Regions from separate parts of the Pan troglodytes genome. Here region 2 is linked to region 1. Evidence: chromatin contacts called from public Hi-C data. All regions are on one chromosome and are shown on one strand. Each heading gives the region's core, a stretch centred on a gene start, on an enhancer-like site or on the middle of the called end of the contact. The rest is flanking DNA. Distances are from core to core; before and after follow the strand shown. Region 1 has its middle 24 kb from the start of MAS1. Region 2 overlaps IGF2R (insulin like growth factor 2 receptor).

Region 1 (6,360 bases), core at 988-3,487:
TGAGTGAGAACATGCGGTGTTTGGTTTTTTGTCCTTGCGATAGTTTGCTGAGAATGATGGTTTCCAGTTTCATCCATGTCCCTACAAAGGACATGAACTCATCATTTTTTATGGCTGCATAGTATTCCATGGTGTATATGTGCCACATTTTCTTAATCCAGTCTATCGTTGTTGGACAGTTAGGTTGGTTCCAAGTCTTTGCTATTGTGAATAGTGCCACTATAAACATATGTCACACAGGGTTTTTAAAAAGTTCATTGCAGCTGGGCATGGTGGCTCACACCTGTAATTCCAGCACTTTGGGAGGCCGAGGCGGGCCGATCATGAGGTCAAGAGATCAAGACCAGGACATGGATGAAGCTGGAAACCATCATTCTCAGCAAACTATCGCAAGGACAGAAAACCAAACACCACATGTTCTCACTCATAGTGGGAGCTGAACAATGAGAACACATGGACACAGGGAGGGGAACATCACACACTGGGGCCTGTGGGGGAATGGGGGGGCTGGGGAGGGATGGCATTAGGAGAAATACCTAATGTAGGTGACAGGTTGATGGGTGCAGAAAACCACCATGGCACATGTATACCTATGTAACATAACTGCACATTCTGCACATGTACCCCAGAACTTAAAGTATAATAATAATAATTAATAATAATAATAAGAGATCGAGACCATCCTGGCCAACATGGTGAAACCCCCTTCTACTAAAAATCCAAAAATTGGCAGGAGACTTGCTTGAACCCGGGAGGCAGAGGTTGCAGTGAGCCGAGATCATGCCACTGCACTCCAGCCTGGCAACAGAGTGAGACTCCGTCTCAAAAAAAAAAAGTTCATTGCAGATACCACTGAAGGACAGGAGTTCTGGGAACTTCTGAGACCGAGCTGTAAATATCAGAATGTCTGGCCTGAAGGACTAAAGCACGGAGTGTTAATTTTCAGACAGACTGTGGGGATGCGGGGTGAGGAGGGGAAGAGGTCCTAGAAAGGGAAAACCAACTGTGCTTCCTTCTACTGTCACACACTTCACATCAGACACCAAATAGGCAGGGTTTTCTGACACCAACCAATTCTCCATTTTTCTGTGGATGCCAGCTGGATGTCCTACGATTTAATCCAGTTCTGACACCATCTGCCTGGAGTTAGCATCGGATCTCACAGGTGGAGGGCTCAGCCCCACAAGGCTGCCCTGCTTCAGATGCCAATCGCAGGTCCGGGCCTCCCTTCTGACTCCTGACTGGCCGGCTATGAACTGTGGATTCCCACAGCCCCCTCCTTGAATTCGATCGTTTGCTAGAATGGCTCACGGAACTCAGGGAAACACTTTACTTTTGTTTACCTGTTTATTATGGAGAATACAACTTAGGAACAGCCAAATCGCACTGGGCAAGGAGGGGAAAGGGGCACGAAGGCCCAGCACTTCCGTGTGTTCATCAACCCAGAAGCTCTGAGAACTACGTCCTTTTGGGTTTTTACAGAGGCCTCATTACATAGACACGATTGATTCCAACATTGCCTCCTCAGAGGCTGGGGAGTGGGGCTGAAAGTTCCAGTCTCCTCATCATCTGGTTGGTTTCTCTGGTAATCAACCCCAACCTTAGGCCTTTCCAAAAGTCACTTCACTCACACAAACTCATGAAGCAAGAATAGCCTCCCTACAAGCAACAAGAGATGCTCCTTTTTCACCTTTGTAGCTCCAGAGCTGTTCAGGAACTGGAGACAAAACCTAAATATTGTAACAAAAGCTGCTCCTGTCATTCTTATCACTTAGAAAAGTACAAGAGTTTTAGGAGCTGTGGCTGGGAGCCAGGGACAACACCACAATGCGTGTTGTTTTTTTTTTTTTCGAGACGGAGTTTCGCTCTGTCGCCCAGACTGGAGTGCACTGGTACAATCTCGGCTCACCTCAACCTCTGCCTCCTGGGTTCAAGCGATTCTCCTGCCTCAGCCTCTTGAATAGCTGGGATTACAGGTACCCGACACCACGCCCGGCTAATTTTTGTATTTTTAGTAGAGACGGGGTTTCACCATGTTGGCCAGCCTGATCTTGAACTCCTGATCTCGTATTTCTTATGATCCCACAGTATCACCAGAGCCTGCTAGTGCTGCCAGTAGGCCCTGGAGAAAGGAGGCCGAGGTGGACTGGGTGCAGACCCTCCCCATGCTCAGACTCCAGGGTGGTCGGCCCAGAAGCTTCCAGAGCCTGGAGGTGAGGCAGCAGTGTTCTGCTTCCTGCCTGGAAGGCCAGTGGGGGGGGCTGAGGAGCCTTGAGTCCCTGGGTGGCCGCAGGCTGGTGGAGTGTGTGTTGGCAGGAGCCTGCAACAGCGTCCTGGGAGGCTGCATCTGCCACAATTCACAGAGAAGATGCACACAAGCTCCCCTGTATCACTGTGCGGGGGCTTGGGAGGTGGCCGGGAACGAAGTGCTCGTGTGACTGTCTTGGAGAGATGTCGGGTGGGGCAGGGGTTGTCTCAAAGCCAGGAGAGACAGCTGAGGGAGAGCAAGGCCTGGAAACGGGCACCTTAGGCCTGCCTGTCACCTCAACTGCAGGGGCCACGCTGCCCAGGGCCTGGCTGTGCCTGGGGTCTGCCTCTGCCCAGCTTCCTGGGGGCTCCCTCCAGGGTGCTGCAGAGGTGTGGGGCCGGCCTGGTTCCTGGGACACCGCTGACAGCCAGCCCGGGCTCAGGGACGCCTTGTGGCCTCTTGGAGCCTTCCCTGGGCCACAGGCAGGCCAGTCCCCCTCACCAGCCCTAACGCTTCCTGCCCCTGCCCCTGGCAGGCCTCTCCGGCTCTCTGGGTCCTGCGCGTTCAGCCGCCTCTGTGTAAGCGCCCTGAGGACCAGGTCTCCAAAGCCCCTGATGCCACAGGCGCCCCCGCAATGCATGCAGGCCCAGCATGCAGGCCTCTGATCTGCAAAGGGGAAAGGAGAGGAAAGATTTCAGAGAGAACAGCCCTGCATGGAGTTGGAACCTTGAAATGACTGAATTTAGAACCAGAGTTGCCTGCTTACCGGAAAGGAGCTACTCAAACAGAAGAGACAGAGTGACATTGAGGTGCCAAGATGAAGTATGTTTCCCGAACAAAGTGGGTATAGGAATTTGAGAGCAAATAGCTCCACTCTAGAAAATTAAAGACGGGCGTATTTCTGCATATCGGGGCCAGAGTGAAGGAACCTCCGCCGGCTTCACTGCACATTAAAGATCCCCCTGGGCTGCTCTTGCCTCATGAGTCTGATGCCCCCTGAGCAACCTCTCACCCTTCGGCACTGCTCAGGTGGGCTCTGTGCTGCTGTGCAGTGGAGCAGGTGGGAAAGGAATCCGCTGTCCCTCCAAAATTCACGTTTACCCAGAACCTCAGAATGTGAGTTTGTTTGGAAATAAGCTCCTTGCAGATGTGATTAAGGCTCCAGCTGAGGTTATACTGGATTAGGGCAGGCCCTAAATCCAAGGAGAGAGCCTTGTAAGAGACAGAAAAAGACATACAGAGACAAGAGGAAAGAGGCCAGGGAGATGGGGCAGAGACTGGAGTGATGCTGCCACGAGCCAAGGAATGCTGGAAGCCACCAGAAGTGGGAGGGGGTGAGGAAGACCCTTCCCTAGAGACTTCAGCGGGACCATGGCACTGCTGATAGCTTAGTGTTGGGCTGCTGGCCTCCAGAACTATGAAAGTAAATTTATGTTATTTTAAGCCACCCAGCTTGAGGTAATTCTTATGGCAGCCCTACAGAGCAAATACACTTCTCTGACACAATTATGGTGATAAGAACTGGCCCAACCCTAACAATGTGGGGTCTGGCATAAGAGTACACATCTCCCATATCTAAATATTTAAAACCACATACTGCTCTTCATATCCGTTAGGATGGCTATTATTTAAAAGAACCCCCACAAACACAAAATAACAGGTGTCGGTGAGAATGTGGAGAAATTGGAAATCTCCTGAATTGCTGGTGGGATTGTAAAACGGTGCAGCCACTGTAGAAAACAGTTCTCCAAATAGTTAAACATAGATTCCCATTTGATTCCCTAGTTACACTTCGGGTATGTACCCAAAAGAATTGAAGGCAGGAACTTGAACAGATACTTGTACACCAAGGATCATAGCAGCCCTGATTCACACTAGCTGAAAGGTGGAAACGACCCAATTGCCCATGATGGAGGAATGGATACACAAAACGTGGTATGTAGCTACAATGGGACATTATTCAGCCATAGAAAGGAAGGAAATTCTGACACATTGATACATGTGATCTGACACATTGACACACATTGATACACCTCCTTGGTTAAATTTATTCCTATAATATGGATGAACCGTGAAACCGTTATGCTGAGTGAAATAAGCCAGAGAGAAAAGGAAAAATAAATATGATTCCACTTGCATGAGGAACCTAGAATAGGCAAATACATAGAGAGAGAAAATACAATGGTGGTTACCAGGGGCTGGGGAGAGAAGAACGGGGAGTTAGTGTTTAATGGGCACTAAGTTTCTGTTAGGAATGATGAAAAGTTCTGGAAATGGATAGTGGTGTTGATTGTACAACATTGTCATTATACTTAATGCCCCTGAATTGTACTCTTAAAAATGGTTAAAATGGTAAATTGCATTTTATGTATATTTTACCACAATAAAAAAGTTTAAAACAAGCTACTAAACTGTTAAATAAAATGTTCTATTCTTTACCTTGACCAATATACATTTTTCATTTATAATTATTTTTATTTATTTATTTATTTACTGATTTTGAGATAGAGCCTTGCTCTGTTGCCCAGGCTGGAGGGCACAATCTCTGCTCACTGCAACCTCTGATTCCCAGGTTCAAGCAATTCTCATGCCTCAGCCACCCGAGTAGCTGGGATTACAGGCATGTGCCACCACAACCGACTAATTTTTTGTATTTTCAATAGAGATGGGGTTTCGTCATGTTGCCCTGGCTGGTCTCAAACTCCTGGCCTCAAGTGATCCACAGCCTCGGCCTCGGCCTCCCATAGTGATGGGATTATAGGTGTGAGCCACTGCAACTGGCCCCGTTTATTATTATTTTTAATTGACACATAATAATTGTAGATATTTATGGGGTACATTGTGATATTTCCGTACACATATACAATATGTAATAAGCAAATCAGGGTAGTTAGCATATCTATTACCCCAAACATATTTTGTTTCTTTGTGTTGGGAATATTCAAAATTTCCTCTTCTAGCTATTTGAAAATATACAATAAATTATTAATTATAGTTACCCCATAGTCCCATAGAACACTAGCACTTATTCCTCCTGTCTAGCTGTGCAGTTGTATCCCTTCATTAACCTCTGGCTTTGCCTCCCCACCCTTCCCAGTGTCTAGTAACCACTCTTCTATGCTCTACTTCTGTGAGATCAACTTTTTTAGCTTTCACAGATGAGAACATGTTTTATCTTTCTGTGCCTGGCTTATTTCACTTAACATAATGTCCTCCAAACTCATTCATGTTGTTGCAAATGACACAGATTTTTGTTCTTTTTTATGGCCAAATAGTATTCCATTGTGTATATATGTACCACATTTTCTTTTTTTTAAATTTTCTTGGATGTGTAATATATGTACATAGTATATCACATTAAAAAATCGATTCATCCATTGATGGACACTTAGATTGATTCCATATCTTCACTAGTATGAATAGTGCTACAATAAACATGGGAATGAAGCTATCTCTTCAACGTACTTATTTCCTTTCTTTCGGATATATACCCAGTAGTGGGATTGCTGGGTCATATGGTGGTTCTAGTTTTAGTTTTTTGAGAAACCTCAATACTGTTTTCCATAATGGCTGTACTAATTTACATTCCTGCCAACAATGTATAAAAGGTCCTTTTTCTCTTCGTCTTCACTGATATTTGTTATTTTGAAAATCTTTTCATGACAGCCATTGTAACTGGAGTAAGATGAATAGCTCATTGTGGTTTTGCTTTGGATTTCCCTGATGATCAGTGATGTTGAGAAATTTTTCATATACTTTTTGATCATTTGTATGTCTTTTAAAAGATGTCTATTCAGCTCATTTGCTCATTTTTAATGTTTTAATGAGCAAAACAAATACATTCTATTTGTCTTGCTTTGCTGTTGAGTTGTTTTTGAGTTCCTTGTATATTCTGGATATTAATCCCTTATCAGATGAATAGTTTGCAAATGTTTTCTCCCATTCTGCAGGTTGTCTCTTCACTATGTTGACTGTTTTCTTTGCTATGCAGAAGATTTTTGGTTTGATATAATCCCATTTGTCTATTTTGCTTTTGTTGCCTATGCTTCTGAGGTCTTCTCCATAAAGTCCTTTTCCAGACCAATGTTCTGAAGTGTTTTCCATATATTTTC
Region 2 (5,707 bases), core at 294-2,793, 240 kb after region 1:
GGCTGTGCTGGGCTCTGCTGTTCCCTGGGCCCCACCCTGGTCTGTGGCCGCCCCTGGGCCCCGTCCTGGCCTGTTTCTAAGGCCCCCTGGGCCCCTTTCGTGTGGACATGGTGTCTCACGGTGGGCTGCGCTCACTGCTTCCAGAAGAAATTCTGAGAGGAGAGAGCTCTGACCCTGGAGAGAAGTGTGGTGCTTCGGGACAGCCTCTGCCCCAGCCTAGTCCTGCCGTGGATTGGGCCACCTAGAGGGGGCCGCGTCCCTCCTGCCCGTCTCCTCTGTGTTTGGGTGAATGATAGTTCATGGAGCTGGAAGCAGTGCCTTCTTGTCTCCTTTCTGACAACCCTGCCACAAACTCATCATCAGGAACTTTTTGCAACCCTTTTCCATGTGGAGTGGGCCTTGTGGCCTTGTTTTCTGGGCAGGAGTAAGAATCACATGGTGTTGGGAAAGTCAGAGCTGCTCTTGCCTTTGGGACTCAGGTCTCAGGTTGTGGCTGTGGCAGCAGGACCACCCTGTGACACGGCTCCTTTTCTGTGACGTCCTTGCAGGGTGGGCTTTGACAGCGAGAATCCTGGGGACGACGGGCAGATGCACAAGGGGCTGTCAGAGCGGAGCCAGGCAGTCGGCGCGGTGCTCAGCCTGCTGCTGGTGGCGCTCACCTGCTGCCTGCTGGCCCTGTTGCTCTACAAGAAGGAGAGGAGGTAAGCGGGTGGCAGGGCGAGGTGGGGCGGGTGGATGCATGCCTCCCACAGCTAATCTTGGGGTCAGTTTTGTGGGGTTTTACTTATTTGTTTTTAAGCCCTACAACAGCAAAGGCTCGAGGTTCTTAGTTCAAAACTCTCTGGAAGCAGTCCCCAGCGTTGTGGTTTTTAAATGCCTGCATTTCTGTCTGACCAAGGCCGAGGCCCTCGCACATCACCCACGCCTGCGGCTTCTAGGACCGTGGTCTTTTGTGTCCAAAGATGAGTAGAACATTAAACGGCACCTTTCATGGGTGCCTTTTCCCACTGAGCAGCTGACCCCTCTGCCCTCCTCACGTCATAAATGCAGGAGTTTATTAAGCGCCTGCTATGTACCAGGTATGATGCCATCCTTTTGCCCCACTTTGCTGGGTGAAAGGACTCTCCATGTGACGGTCAAGCAGATTTTCACGTCAGGTGTCAGTGTTAGTGGCTCTGACCTGGGGGCAGGAGCTGGCCAGCTCAGGCATTCCCTGCTGCCACTGTCATTTGCCAGCTGAGCCACAGGCCAATGAGAGAGGTGGTCAGAAAGTACCGACCGTGGAGGCTGCAGTGAGCCAAGATCTCACCACTGCACTCTAGCCTGGGCAACAGAGTGAGACTCTGTCCAAAAAAAAAAAGTACCGATTGTGGCCCTCTACACCCAAAATGCAGAATGGGGCAGAAGAAGGTCTGGGCCGGGAAGGGCATGTGATGTCCGTCTCTGCGAGCCACCATTGGGCAGGCTTAGTGGCCAGGGACCGGTGTGGTCCTGTTAGTCATATGTGAAAACGTCCTTGCCCAAATGTTAAGTTGCTCTAGAGGGCCCTCTGCTGTTGGATTCCAAAGCCCATGTTCTTTCCACTCAATCACAACAAATACATTAGGGTATAACCTGTCACGGCTACTCATTTGTCACTCAGAATGTGGGAGAAATGCAGCCGCCACCAGCCCCCTGGTGGTGCAGATGGGGGTGGGGCTGGCAGGGGTGGGGCTCCTGCCCATGCCCTCTCTACCCTGGAGTAATTATTGTCTCCTATTTTTATAGGGAAACAGTGATAAGTAAGCTGACCACTTGCTGTAGGAGAAGTTCCAACGTGTCCTACAAATACTCAAAGGTAATTTTCTGTGGCGAGCCTCCTGAGGGCCTGCCTCCCCGGCCCCCCGTGCTGCGCTGTCCATGTCGTTCTCATCAGGGGTGCCAAGGAAAGCAGTCACAGGCTGACTGGAATCCAGAAAGGAAAGCAACACCCGTTGCCTCAGCCGCTTACCCCAGCACATTTTTTTGTTATTTTTTTCCCTCAAGTTTCTCTCGTGGTTACAACTGATTTCCTTGAAGTATTTAATAATTAGGTTGTTTCCACTGTTTTTGGCTGTTCTTTAAAAAAAAAAAAACACACACAGTAGTGAAGATAGTTGTGCATGTAGCATTTGGATGATTTCTTTCAGATAAATTTCCAGAAAAGAGGCATTATCTGGATCAAAGGACATAATGTTTGTGGTCTGGATGGGTAGTGATGAATTGCTCTCTAAAACTAGGCTTTTGACTCGAGTCCCTCCTTTGACATTCCTCCCCTGCCATGCAGTGGGCACCTTCCAGTCTCTGAGTAGCCCGGAAGAGCCCCTTCTCCCCCAGCGCAGCTGGGGCATCACTGGTCTGCTTTTCAGGTCCAGGCCATCCCGAACGCCTTCTGCTTGGTCCCACCCTTGGCTGTGAGACTCCTGCCAAATGACCCCACTGCTACCCTCCCAAACCCTCCTGCCTTGGTGCAGTCTCATTAGGAACAGGAAGGTGTTGTCAGCCCTCGTCTTCCTTTCCCTGGGAACTGGAGATGCAGTGACTGTGAGGACAGTGGGCCAGTTCTTCCCCAGCTCGTGCCAGCAGAGAGCATCCCTGATGTGGTGGATGGTGGAGCAGAATGGGGTCTCTGAGGGGGCTCACGTGGTCTCTGCTGTTGATCCCTGGCAGGTGAATAAGGAAGAAGAGACAGATGAGAACGAAACAGAGTGGCTGATGGAAGAGATCCAGCTGCCTCCTCCACGGCAGGGAAAGGAAGGGCAGGAGAACGGCCATATTACCACCAAGTCAGTGAAAGCCCTCAGCTCCCTGCATGGGGATGACCAGGACAGTGAGGATGAGGTTCTGACCATCCCAGAGGTGAAAGTTCACTCGGGCAGGGGAGCTGGGGCAGAGAGCTCCCACCCGGTGAGAAACGCACAGAGCAATGCCCTTCAGGAGCGTGAGGACGATAGGGTGGGGCTGGTCAGGGGTGAGAAGGCGAGGAAAGGGAAGTCCAGCTCTGCACAGCAGAAGACAGTGAGCTCCACCAAGCTGGTGTCCTTCCATGACGACAGCGACGAGGACCTCTTACACATCTGACTCCGCAGTGCCTGCAGGGGAGCACGGAGCCGCGGGACAGCCAAGCACCTCCAACCAAATAAGACTTCCACTCGATGATGCTTCTATAATTTTGCCTTTAACAGAAACTTTCAAAAGGGAAGAGTTGTTGTGATGGGGGAGAGGGTGAAGGAGGTCAGGCCCCACTCCTTCCTGATTGTTTACAGTCATTGGAATAAGGCATGGCTCAGATCGGCCACAGGGCGGTACCTTGTGCCCAGGGTTTTGCCCCAAGTCCTCATTTAAAAGCATAAGGCCGGACGCATCTCAAAACAGAGGGCTGCATTCGAAGAAACCCTTGCTGCTTTAGGCCCGATAGGGTATTTGACCCCGATATATTTTAGCATTTTAATTCTCTCCCCCTATTTATTGACTTTGACAATTACTCAGGTTTGAGAAAAAGGAAAAAAAAACAGCCACAGTTTCTTCCTGCCGGCAGGGGTGTGATGCACCAGTTTGTCCATCTTGAGATGGTGAGGCTGTCAGTGTATGGGGCAGTTTCCGGTGGGATTTTGAACTGGTCATTAATGTGTCCCCTGAGTTGGAGCTCATTCTGTCTCTTTTCTCTTTTGCTTTCTGTTTCTTAAGGGCACACACACGTGCGTGCGCGCACACACACACATATGTGCACAGGGTCCCCGAGTGCCTAGGTTTTGGAGAGTTTGCCTGTTCTATGCCTTTAGTCAGGAATGGCTGCACCTTTTTGCATGACATCTTCAAGCCTGGGCGTACAGAGCACATTTGTCAGTATTTCTGCCGGCTGGTGAATTCAAACAACCTGCCCAAAGATTGATTTGTGTGTTTGTGTGTGTGTGTGTGTGTGTGAGTGGAGTTGAGGTGTCAGAGAAAATGAATTTTTTCCAGATTTGGGGTATAGGTCTCATCTCTTCAGGTTCTCATGATACCACCTTTACTGTGCTTATTTTTTTAAGAAAAAAGTGTTGATCAACCATTCGACCTATAAGAAGCCTTAATTTGCACAGTGTGTGACTTACAGAAACTGCATGAAAAATCATGGGCCAGAGCCTCGGCCCTAGCATTGCACTTGGCTTCATGCTGGAGGGAGGCTGGGCGGGTACAGCGTGGAGGAGGAGGGAGGCCAGGCGGGCATGGCGTGGAGGAGGAGGGAGGCCGGGCGGTCACAGCATGGAGGAGGAGGGAGGCGCTGCTGGTGTTCTTATTCTGGCGGCAGCGCCTTTCCTGCCATGTTTAGTGAATGACTTTTCTCGCACTGTAGAATTGTATATAGACTCTGGTGTTCTATTGCTGAGAAGCAAACCGCCCTGCAGCATCCCTCGGCCTGTACCGGTTTGGCTGGCTTGTTTGATTTCAACATGAGTGTATTTTTTAAAATTGATTTTTCTCTTCATTTTTTTTCAATCAACTTTACTGTAATATAAAGTATTCAACAATTTCAATAAAAGATAAATTATTAATTGGGTGTTACCATTTTTTCCTTGATAGTGAGACGTTCCCGAGCGAGTTGCCCATCTGCCTGCCTGTCTTTTCTTTCTGTTAAGTGACTGAATTTGGGTTTTAACTCTGGTGTTCTCATTGACCCTTTATGAGGCAGCACTTCCATTTTTCTCCGGAGTCTCCTGGTCGTAGGTGTTAACTTTGGGTCCAATCTGCCTTCCCTTGGCTCTTTCTAGATCTGATTTCTTTACCTTCTCCAGGCCAACCTCGGGGTGTGGTCCTGTTCATCAAAACAATGAACATGGAGTTTAGAGTCCAGTGAGACAATAAAGCTTTTTTTTGTGCAACCTAATCTAACATGGAGATATTTTCTCTTGAGTAAACTCACTGAGTTTTCCATCTTAAATTACTCAGCAGTGACTGAGAGCCACCTGCATGGAAGCAGGAAGTTACTCCAGTGTTATAAACAAACTTCTTAGACTCAACGTCCTATCCTCCATCCCTTTTTTTTCCTGTAGAGTCCAAAAACCTCAACCGTCTCATTTTTAAATTATCCAATTGGAGTTACCTTTTTAAAAAAGTTATTCTTAAGGACTTTCCAAAGCCTCTCCTGAGGAAGACGTGTCAGGTCTTCTAAAAGTTTACATTATGACCAAAGAAAGATGCTGGTCCTCAGGCATTCTACCCAGGGGGCTGTTCTCCAGGCCATTCCCACCTCCTGCTAAGACCATGGGGAGCCCTCTCTGTAAGGAGGGGCATATGCAGGGACCTGCCCACCCCTTGGTAAGCTGGATGGCAAAGAGGCATGTTGTCTGCACCACTGGCTGCCTGCTAATGTCGCTGTCAGTGGGGAAGGAGAAGTGACAACACGTTTGAGTGCATTTGCTTTGACTCTTAGAAACCCAAGCCTCTGAAAAAAGAGTAACTACTTGCCAGCTGTTGTTACAGATGATATTTTAAGGAAAACATCCCGTGACAGCAAATCAGAATTGGACTCTTTTTCAGAGAAATGATTTTATTGATGGAGTACAACCTGGGTATTTAGCTTCCTTTTAACAAAATTTTTTGTGCCCCTTTCTTGAGGCTGTCCATGAATGACAGAGACATAGAATAAGAACTGGGGTGCTAAAGATGGAATAGGCAAACCCCACACCAAGGAAATCCACAGTGAAGT

What was found. A called contact is a pair of places that touch in the nucleus more often than the background predicts.
Region 2: a contact with region 1 is called in a Hi-C map of induced pluripotent stem cells, with 1.7 times the contacts expected there. The contact joins two enhancer-like sites. A contact is called at or near these places in 2 of 7 Hi-C or Micro-C datasets (induced pluripotent stem cells and stem cell-derived neural progenitor cells).

Annotation. Positions count from the first base shown.
Region 1 is chr5:171,896,139-171,902,498 of NHGRI_mPanTro3-v2.0_pri, forward strand. No RefSeq gene overlaps it. Among named protein-coding and RNA genes, the nearest start is that of MAS1, 24 kb to the right of the region's middle. Within about 2 kb of position 2,238, at least 1 of the 24 cell types and tissues checked has an H3K27ac peak or open chromatin away from gene starts, as enhancers often do. A contact at or near this core is called in induced pluripotent stem cells, where this site is marked.
Region 2 is chr5:172,136,663-172,142,369 of NHGRI_mPanTro3-v2.0_pri, forward strand. It overlaps IGF2R (insulin like growth factor 2 receptor), which reads left to right. Exons shown (of 48, transcript XM_016956572.4): 46 at 549-701; 47 at 1,768-1,837; 48 at 2,689-4,553. The coding sequence ends at 3,099. Among named protein-coding and RNA genes, the nearest start is that of SLC22A1, 8.8 kb to the right of the region's middle. Within about 2 kb of position 1,544, at least 2 of the 24 cell types and tissues checked have an H3K27ac peak or open chromatin away from gene starts, as enhancers often do. A contact at or near this core is called in induced pluripotent stem cells, where this site is marked.